2 separate regions of the Sus scrofa genome follow, and region 1 is linked to region 2. A link is a contact called in public Hi-C data. All regions are on one chromosome and are shown on one strand. Each heading gives the region's core, a stretch centred on a gene start, on an enhancer-like site or on the middle of the called end of the contact. The rest is flanking DNA. Distances are from core to core; before and after follow the strand shown.

Region 1 (3,826 bases), core at 1,121-3,620, 69 kb before region 2:
TAACCCTGTGAGTCTGTGTACCAGCTTTTCACTGTTTTTGCTTTTGTTTGTCCCTCATTCCTTAGGGCATTTACCTGGCTTTTTTCTTTTCTTGTCTTTTTTTTTTTTTTTTTTAGGGCTGCTCCCAAGGCATGTGGAAGTTCCCAGGCTAGGGGTCTAATCGGAACTACTGCTGCCAGCCTACGCCAGAGCTGCAGCAATGCCAAATCCTGGCCGCATCTGCAGCCTATACCACAGCTCACAGCAATGCTGGATCCTTAACCCACTGAGCAAGGCCAGGGATCGAACTCGCAACCTCATGGTTCCTAGTCGGATTTATTTCTGCTGCACCATGATGGGAACTCCTACCTGGCTTTTTTCCTTTGAAGTCTTCTCCCTTCTCCAAGCTCCTCCCTCCATTTCTTTCATTCCAACCCCACACCCCAACCCCATCCTCATTGTGTAGGATTTTATTTTAGTTTTGGTTAGGTTAGTTTTTTTTTTTTTAATTGAAATATAGTTGCTGTACAATATTATATATCTTACAGGTGTATGATATAGTGATTCACAATTTTTAAATGCTATACTCCATTTATAATTATTATAAAATATTGTCTACAGTCCCCATGTTGTACAGTATATCCTTGTAGCTTATTTTGTACCTAATAGTTTGTATAGGATTTTAATTCTTTTGCCTTGAATAAAAGCAAAGCCTGGCTTATAACGAGCAACAACCTATGTCTTGCCTCTGGGTTTATTTGCATAAATGAACACATTAATTTTTTGAGTATGCTGGCATTTTTGCTTCTCTGTTAATTTTGAGGCTTCTCTTTTGAGTGTAGGTTTGAGTTGGATGCCCCTTAGCCTCCAGCAAACCAGAGTACATATGCCTGCCCTTGTCTGGGTCTGCTAGACAACAGTGTTGACAAAGACGGGCTGTGTCTTTTAATATATTTTAAACAGAGAGAATGGTCTGTAGGTTGTGTCACAGGCTGCATCCATATTCCAGTTGTATGCTGTATTCCTTGGAGGGAGGGTGCTTTTCTTTGTTAGAGTTATTTGCCAGGCCATGTGATCCTGGTTCTGGTGGGTCTCTGCTTCTGCTGCAGTGCCTTTGTGGCCTTGGGCCCGTAGGCTCTTATGATCAGCTGCTGCTGGGTGAACTTTGACCCAGCAGGTTCCTTCTTGAGTGTTGCAGTTTCTCTCTTTGTCACCTTTTCTCTTATGAGCCTTTGCCCTGCTGTTTCTCATTTCCTCGTTGGGCTCCTCAGAGCAGACATTTTGGACACTAAGATGAGGTGGAGTGGTGCTTTCGTGAACCCATGTTGGTAGAATTTGAGTTGTGTAGTTCTCATCAGGCTGGAATTTAAGGTTGGAAATATTTGGTTTGAGGAAGGCAAGCCAAGTGGTTTACAGAGGTGTAACCATGGGTGTAGCTTGTTAAACCTGTTTACCTCAGAAAAGATGTGGTGTTTTTTTTTTTTTTCTGAATGTGTGAGAAAAATCTGTAGCTTTTGTTTTCCCTCTCAGTAGCTGGCAATGATTTTCATGTATAAAGTTTCTGTCACAAAAAGCATACAAAGTAAACAGTGAAAGTATATCTCCTATCTGTAGTTTAAGGCTCTGTTGTCTAGAATTATGTTGCTTTTATTTATTTTTAATCCCAATAGAACATAAAATTGTTAGTAGCTTGGAGTCTTCCATTCTAGGTGGTGTTGCTATCTTTTTTCACACTAGTTCTTTTTCACTCAAGTTTCACGCTAGTTCTTGATAAATAGCCAGAGAACAGCCCACGTTAATTAAGGAGTTTGTGTCTGTCTGTGTGTTATGATTCTACTAGAATTTAAAAACCACATGGATAAGGATTTTGGTGTCCCCTCCACCACTATATCCATTGTACCCAGAATGAATTTTGATACATAGCAGGCATTAAACTAATTTGTTAAGTGAATGAATTCCATTTTAGAATTGGAAGTGAAAATTAAAGCATTTGCTAACTAAATTTGTAGGCTTATCAGCCACCAGTACTCTTTCATTCCCTGTAATTTTTAAGCGCTGTCTTGGTTTTGGTAATTTTACCATCACAGTTGCTGTGGCATATTTTCTTGAGCATTTTTGCTGTTGCTCCTACCTTTTATCCTCCTTAAAAATATTTAGTGGTTGTTACTGGATTTAAAAGCTTCTAATCAGATAAGAGCTTATAATTTTCTTATTATTTCCTTAAGATTCCCAACTGTTCTCATTTTAGTGTGACTTGAAGAAAAAGAGGCTGAACCTGGATAAACATGGTGAATTTAGCATAGTCCAGCTCTTGTTGATCTTGTAAGATCCTCACAGGGCAGGTCTGGGCTAGCCAGTAATTGGGTGGAAAGCCCTGGAGAGCAGAAACCAGTGCTGCAGGACTTCGCCCTGCCAGGTAGGGTGCAGCCAGCACCTGCCCCCACAGCAGGGCTGGTAGGTACACAAGGTACTTCACTGGGGGAAACGCCTTCTAACCTGGGCTGAGACCAGGGCTTGAGGCTTTTGTTTTTGCATGAAATAAAGTGAGCTTTTTCTGTCCCATAATTGGTTTTCTCAAGGAATGATTTTAGTTTAGTCTTTCTTTTGTTTTACCACTTGAGTAGGTATTTAGCTACAAAGGTATCATTTAAAAATAAAGAGGTTAATTCTGGGCTTTCTATCCTGTTCCACTGATCAACTAATCTATGACAAAGGAGGCAAGAATATACAATGAGAAAGGACAGCTACTTCAATAAGTGGTGCTGGGAAAACTGGAAAGCCACATGGAAAAGAATGAAATTAGAACACTCCCTAACACCATACACAAAAATAAACTCCAAATGGACTAAAGACCTAGATGTAAGACCAGACACTATCAAACTCTTAAAGGAAAACATAGGCCAAACACTCTCTGACATAAACGACAGCAGCATCTTCTCAGATCCACCTCTTAGAGTACTGACAGTAAAAACAAAAATAAACAAATGGGACCTAATCAAACTTAAAAGTTTCTGCACAGCAAAGGAAACCCTAAACAACACGAAAAGGCAACCCACAGAATGGGAGAAAATCATTGCAAGTGAATCGACTGACAAGGGATTCATCTCCAAAATTTATAAACACCTTCTGCAGCTCCATACCAAAAAAACAAACAACCCCATCAAAAAATGCACAGAAGATCTAAACAGACAGTTCTCCAAAGAAGACATACAGATGGCCAAGAAACACATGAAAAGATGTTCAGCGTCACTCATCATTAGAGAAATGCAAATCAAAACCGCTATCAGGTACCACCTTACACCAGCCAGAATGGCCCTCATCAAAAAGTCTACAAACACTAAGTGCTGAAGAGGGTGTGGAGAAAAAGGAACCCTAGTACACTGTTGGTGGGATTGTAAACTGGTGCAACCACTGTGGAAAGCAGTATGGAGATTCCTCAGAAAACTAAAAATAGAACTACCATTTGATCCAGCAATCCCACTCCTGGGCATCTATCCAGAGAAAACCACAACTCAAAAAGACACATGTACTCCACTGTTCATTGCAGCACTATTTACAATAGCCAAAACATGGAAACAACCTAAATGTCCATCAACAGAAGAGTAGATCAAGAAGATGTGGTACATATACACAATGGGGTATTACTCAGCCATTAAAATGAACGAAATACTGGCATTTTTATCAACATGGATGGGCCTAGAAACTGTCATGCTAAGTGAAATCAGCCATACAATGAGACACCAACATCAAATGCTTTCATTGACATGAGGAATCTGAAAAAAGGACAGACTGAACTTCTTTGCAGAACAGATGCTGACTCACAGACATTGAAAAACTGTCATGCTAA
Region 2 (3,885 bases), core at 221-2,720:
GTGATAATTGCTAATATTTACGTTAGTGTTCATAATATGCCAGGTACAGTGCTCCGTTCCTGAATCTCAGTTAACCTCACAATAGCCCTTCAGGGCTCTTGCTCTTTGTTTTCCTCATTTTCTATACCAAGAAGCCTAAGCATGAAGACTCCTCTGCAGTAACAAGAGTGCTCAGGAAGGCAACTAGCAAGACTGTATTCTGCAAAAAGGTGTGCATAATAATTACGAACAAGTACTGAATAGGGCCTATCCCTCTCACCCTACTGTCTCTCTCCGAGAAGAGACTGGGATAATGGATTGTCACTTTGCAGTGTCCAGTTGTGAGGCTCAAGAAGCTTTGATGGATGGAGTTCCATTGTGGCTCAGTGGTTAAGGATCCAAGATTGTCACTGCTGTGGCTCTGGTTACAGCTGTAGCATAGGTTCAGTCTCTGGCCCTGGAACTTCTGCATGCCATTGGCATAGCCAAAAAAAATAAGCCTTGATGGAGAGAGATCCTGACTTACACCTTAGCGCTGTGCTGTGACCAGTGACAGAGTGGCAGCCAAGGCGGGGAGAGTGTTGCTGGGTTGAGGGTCTGGTGGGACCAAAGAGAAATGTTGATTCCTTAGACTTGAGGGAACTTGGTGGAAAGTGTATTAGGCTTACACTTGTCCAGTGTTTAAGGTCCAGCACGACATTTCCAGTCTTTTTTTTTTTTTTTTTTTTTTTTTTTTTCTTGAGCCTCCTTATGTTCGTTTCTAGCCTGGCAGGTAATACTTGGCTGTGCTTTTCATATGACTGAAGATAAGTGATAATAAATAAAAAGGTCCATTATGAACCTGTTTTCATATGTATTTCTCTGTGCTATAAAAACATAATTGTATGGTTCAGAGGCTTCGTCTTCACACAGTGATTGATTAGGAAAATCATGTAAAACTCAGGTAAGAATTCTGTAGAGAACTGGGAAGTAACTGTACTGAGTAGTATAGGTATCATCCAAGGATTGAGTACAACACTGCTCTCTGAGATGACACACATGGGGTAAACTAGGTGAAGTCCTAGAGATGAGATGCGCTATGGACTTGTTTCTAAAGGAGTATGTTTTCACCCTTTCAGCGAGGTCAGAGGATACTGCATCTTTACTGTCTAGAGCAAAGTTGCTTTATTTCAGGGAAGCTAGACATCAGTAATTTTGATCCAGCCGCACAGGCAGCTACTTGCAGAAACACAAGCCCGTTTTGATCTCACTTAGAAGCCTTGTTAAGAACATTACAGTTAAAGCAATAAACTTATGGTTAAATATTAAACGTTATTGAATGAATGGAATGTTTCATATCAAATGCAACCTTCCAGTTGGCCCATGCATACTCTTTATCACAAAAGTAAAGAATGGAAAAGCAAACAAAAAAGTTCCACTGTTTAAAAATGTTCTGCTTTCTGGCCCTGGTCTTCTAAGGATAGGTTGTTAGCACAACCCTTGAGTTCCTGGCATAAAGCTCTGGCCTGTGAGCTCCTACACAGAGGAAATGTGGTAGGTGTCAGTTGCCTTGCCCTCTTAGTGCATCTTCCTTTAAGAACACTACATTCAGCACATGAATTATTTCCAATATGCAGTAATCGTACCCATTAAATTAAGTAATACCTGTGAACACAAATGATAGTTCATAATTTAGTATGAATTTATTCTTGCTTAAAAGGTGTTGGAAACAATTATGTTTTCTGTCTTCTGTCTTCAAATCATAGAAGCACAACATTCTATACCCATACATGTCCCAGCTAGAATAAAGAAATTTTTCTAACTTATTTTTTCTTCTATTATTTTTGGCATAATGGTAATCTATGAGATAAAGGCAGATGTCAGAATAAAGGTGGCCTTTGGCTGGTCCTGTTCTCCAGATGATAATGACTGTTGTGGTCACCAAGGGTCCGTACTTTTTCCCCTGTTTAAAGGCACTGTTATTTCTTACTAGAGGGGCTTTTCATACCCCCCTGGTCCACATGACAAAACTTGCACCCCTCCTCCCCCTTCTCTTTGTACGTTCCTTGCCATTTTCTTCCCAGCTCAAGGCATACGTGGTTGCTCTCTCTTGCGTGCTACATTGTGCCTTCCACATGCCTCTGTTAGAACACACTTAAGTCTCTCCTCCTATGCTGTGAGTTTCTTGGGGGCAGGGCTGGTATTGGTGGTAGAAGTGGAAATTGGCTCTTTGAGACAAGTACAACCATATGGTCTCCATGCTTTCTGAGAATATCTTGAAATTAGACAACTAGTTCATTTTTGAGGAAGTGGGAATATGTGTATTTATAGCTATGAAAGCACACAGTTTATAGGTCCTCCTAGCTCAGCTTAGATAAAACCTTACAGGGCAGGTGGTGTTCACTTAACAGTAATGCTCTCCTGCTAACTCAGTGCGAAGCAGTCAGGGACAGTACTTCCATGCAGGCATCATCCCTGGGCCTCCAAGTGTTCTCAAGTGCAACATTCCCTCTCAGCCTGGCATGATGACACTGTGGAGAGTCTCTTTGCCAATCTTTGCTGGCTAAAGAAAAATGACCAGGAGAAAAAAAATCAAACTAGCCTGATTAATGACTGCTCAGTAGAGGTTCTGTTTTCTGTTTGACCCAAATCCTAAGCATATGTATGGAGTAGGGTTTTTTTTTTTTTCTTTTTGTTTTTTGTGGGGGTTTTTGGTAATATAGGACCTCTCTTAATGCTGTTTGGAACATTCATGGATATTTTGAGAAAATTTTAAAGTAATTTTTTGAAAATGAATGTCAATTATTACCTTACTCAAAAATTTTTCTCAGTAAAAATGCCATCCCTGCCTGTTTTAGGAATGTAATCTTGAAAGAATAATCCAAAGAGTAAAATAGTAAAAATACCTAAAGGATTTTTCTAACCCCAATCACGAATCACACTCTTGGTGGTGGTTCTGAACACTGGATCACTTTCTTTTTTTTTTCTTTTCTTTTCTTTTTTTTAAATTTTATTTAAGTATAGTTGATTTACAATATCGTGTTAATTTCTGCTGTGCAGCAAAGTGACTCAGTTATATATACACATATGTTCTTTTTTTTTATTATTTTCCATCATGGTCTATCCTAGGATATTGTATGTAGTTCTCTGTGCTGTACAGTAAGACTTTGTTGTTTATCCATCCTATATATAATATTTTTTTATTACCCGATGAATTTATTACATTTATAGTTGTACAATGATCATCACAATCCAATTTTATAGGATTTCCATCCCACAACCCCAGCGCATCCCCTCACCCCCCAAACTGTCTCCTTTGGAGACCATAAGTTTTTCAAAGTCTGTGAGTCAGTATCTCTTCTGCAAAGAAATTCGTTGTGTCCTTTTTTTCAGATTCCACATGTCAGTGAAAGCATTTGATGTTAGTATCTCATTGTATGGCTGACTTCACTTAGCATGATAATTTCTAGGTCCATCCATGTTGCTAAAAATGTCAGTATTTAGTTCCTTTTTGGATCACTTTTTAATGAGACTAAAGGTCAACTCTTTGCCTTTGAGAGAGCTGTGAACAGGTCAGGTTGCCGTTTTGCATATTCTCTCAGACAAGACAATTCTGTAAAAAGAGAGTTCTGAATTTCTATTCCCTTTACAGAGTTGGCCTCAGACCTCTCCTCTTACAACAGAAAATATAAGTGCTGGTTATATTTTATCTGTCAGCTAGAATTCTAAAAATTTTAGAAATAATTGATTTAGTTTAAGAAGTATGAATCCAGTCCAATACAGAATTAACTTGTTAGCTGCTCTTTTTCGTGGGATGTCTGTAGCATTTGTCATTTCCATTTTACAGCTGAGAGTTCAGAGTTTATATAATTTAAGTAACAGTTGTTTAATAAAAGCAACTGGGTCAGTCTGTAGCTGGGTCATAAC

What was found. Hi-C and Micro-C count contacts between places; a contact is called where the count stands out from the background.
Region 1: a Hi-C map of liver shows a contact between it and region 2, with 5 times the contacts expected there. The contact joins two enhancer-like sites. A contact is called at or near these places in 3 of 47 Hi-C or Micro-C datasets (all in liver) and 1 of 2 datasets of contacts at active chromatin or transcription factors (alveolar macrophages).

What each region holds. Positions count from the first base shown.
Region 1 is chr4:80,111,400-80,115,225 of Sscrofa11.1, reverse strand. All of the region lies in intron 5 of SPIDR (DNA repair-scaffolding protein), which reads left to right. Among named protein-coding and RNA genes, the nearest start is that of SPIDR, 77 kb to the left of the region's middle. Within about 2 kb of position 2,370, at least 18 of the 83 cell types and tissues checked have an H3K27ac peak or open chromatin away from gene starts, as enhancers often do. A contact at or near this core is called in liver, where this site is marked.
Region 2 is chr4:80,041,641-80,045,525 of Sscrofa11.1, reverse strand. The region is part of intron 8 of SPIDR (DNA repair-scaffolding protein); the gene reads left to right. Among named protein-coding and RNA genes, the nearest start is that of SPIDR, 150 kb to the left of the region's middle. Within about 2 kb of position 1,470, at least 19 of the 83 cell types and tissues checked have an H3K27ac peak or open chromatin away from gene starts, as enhancers often do. A contact at or near this core is called in liver, where this site is marked.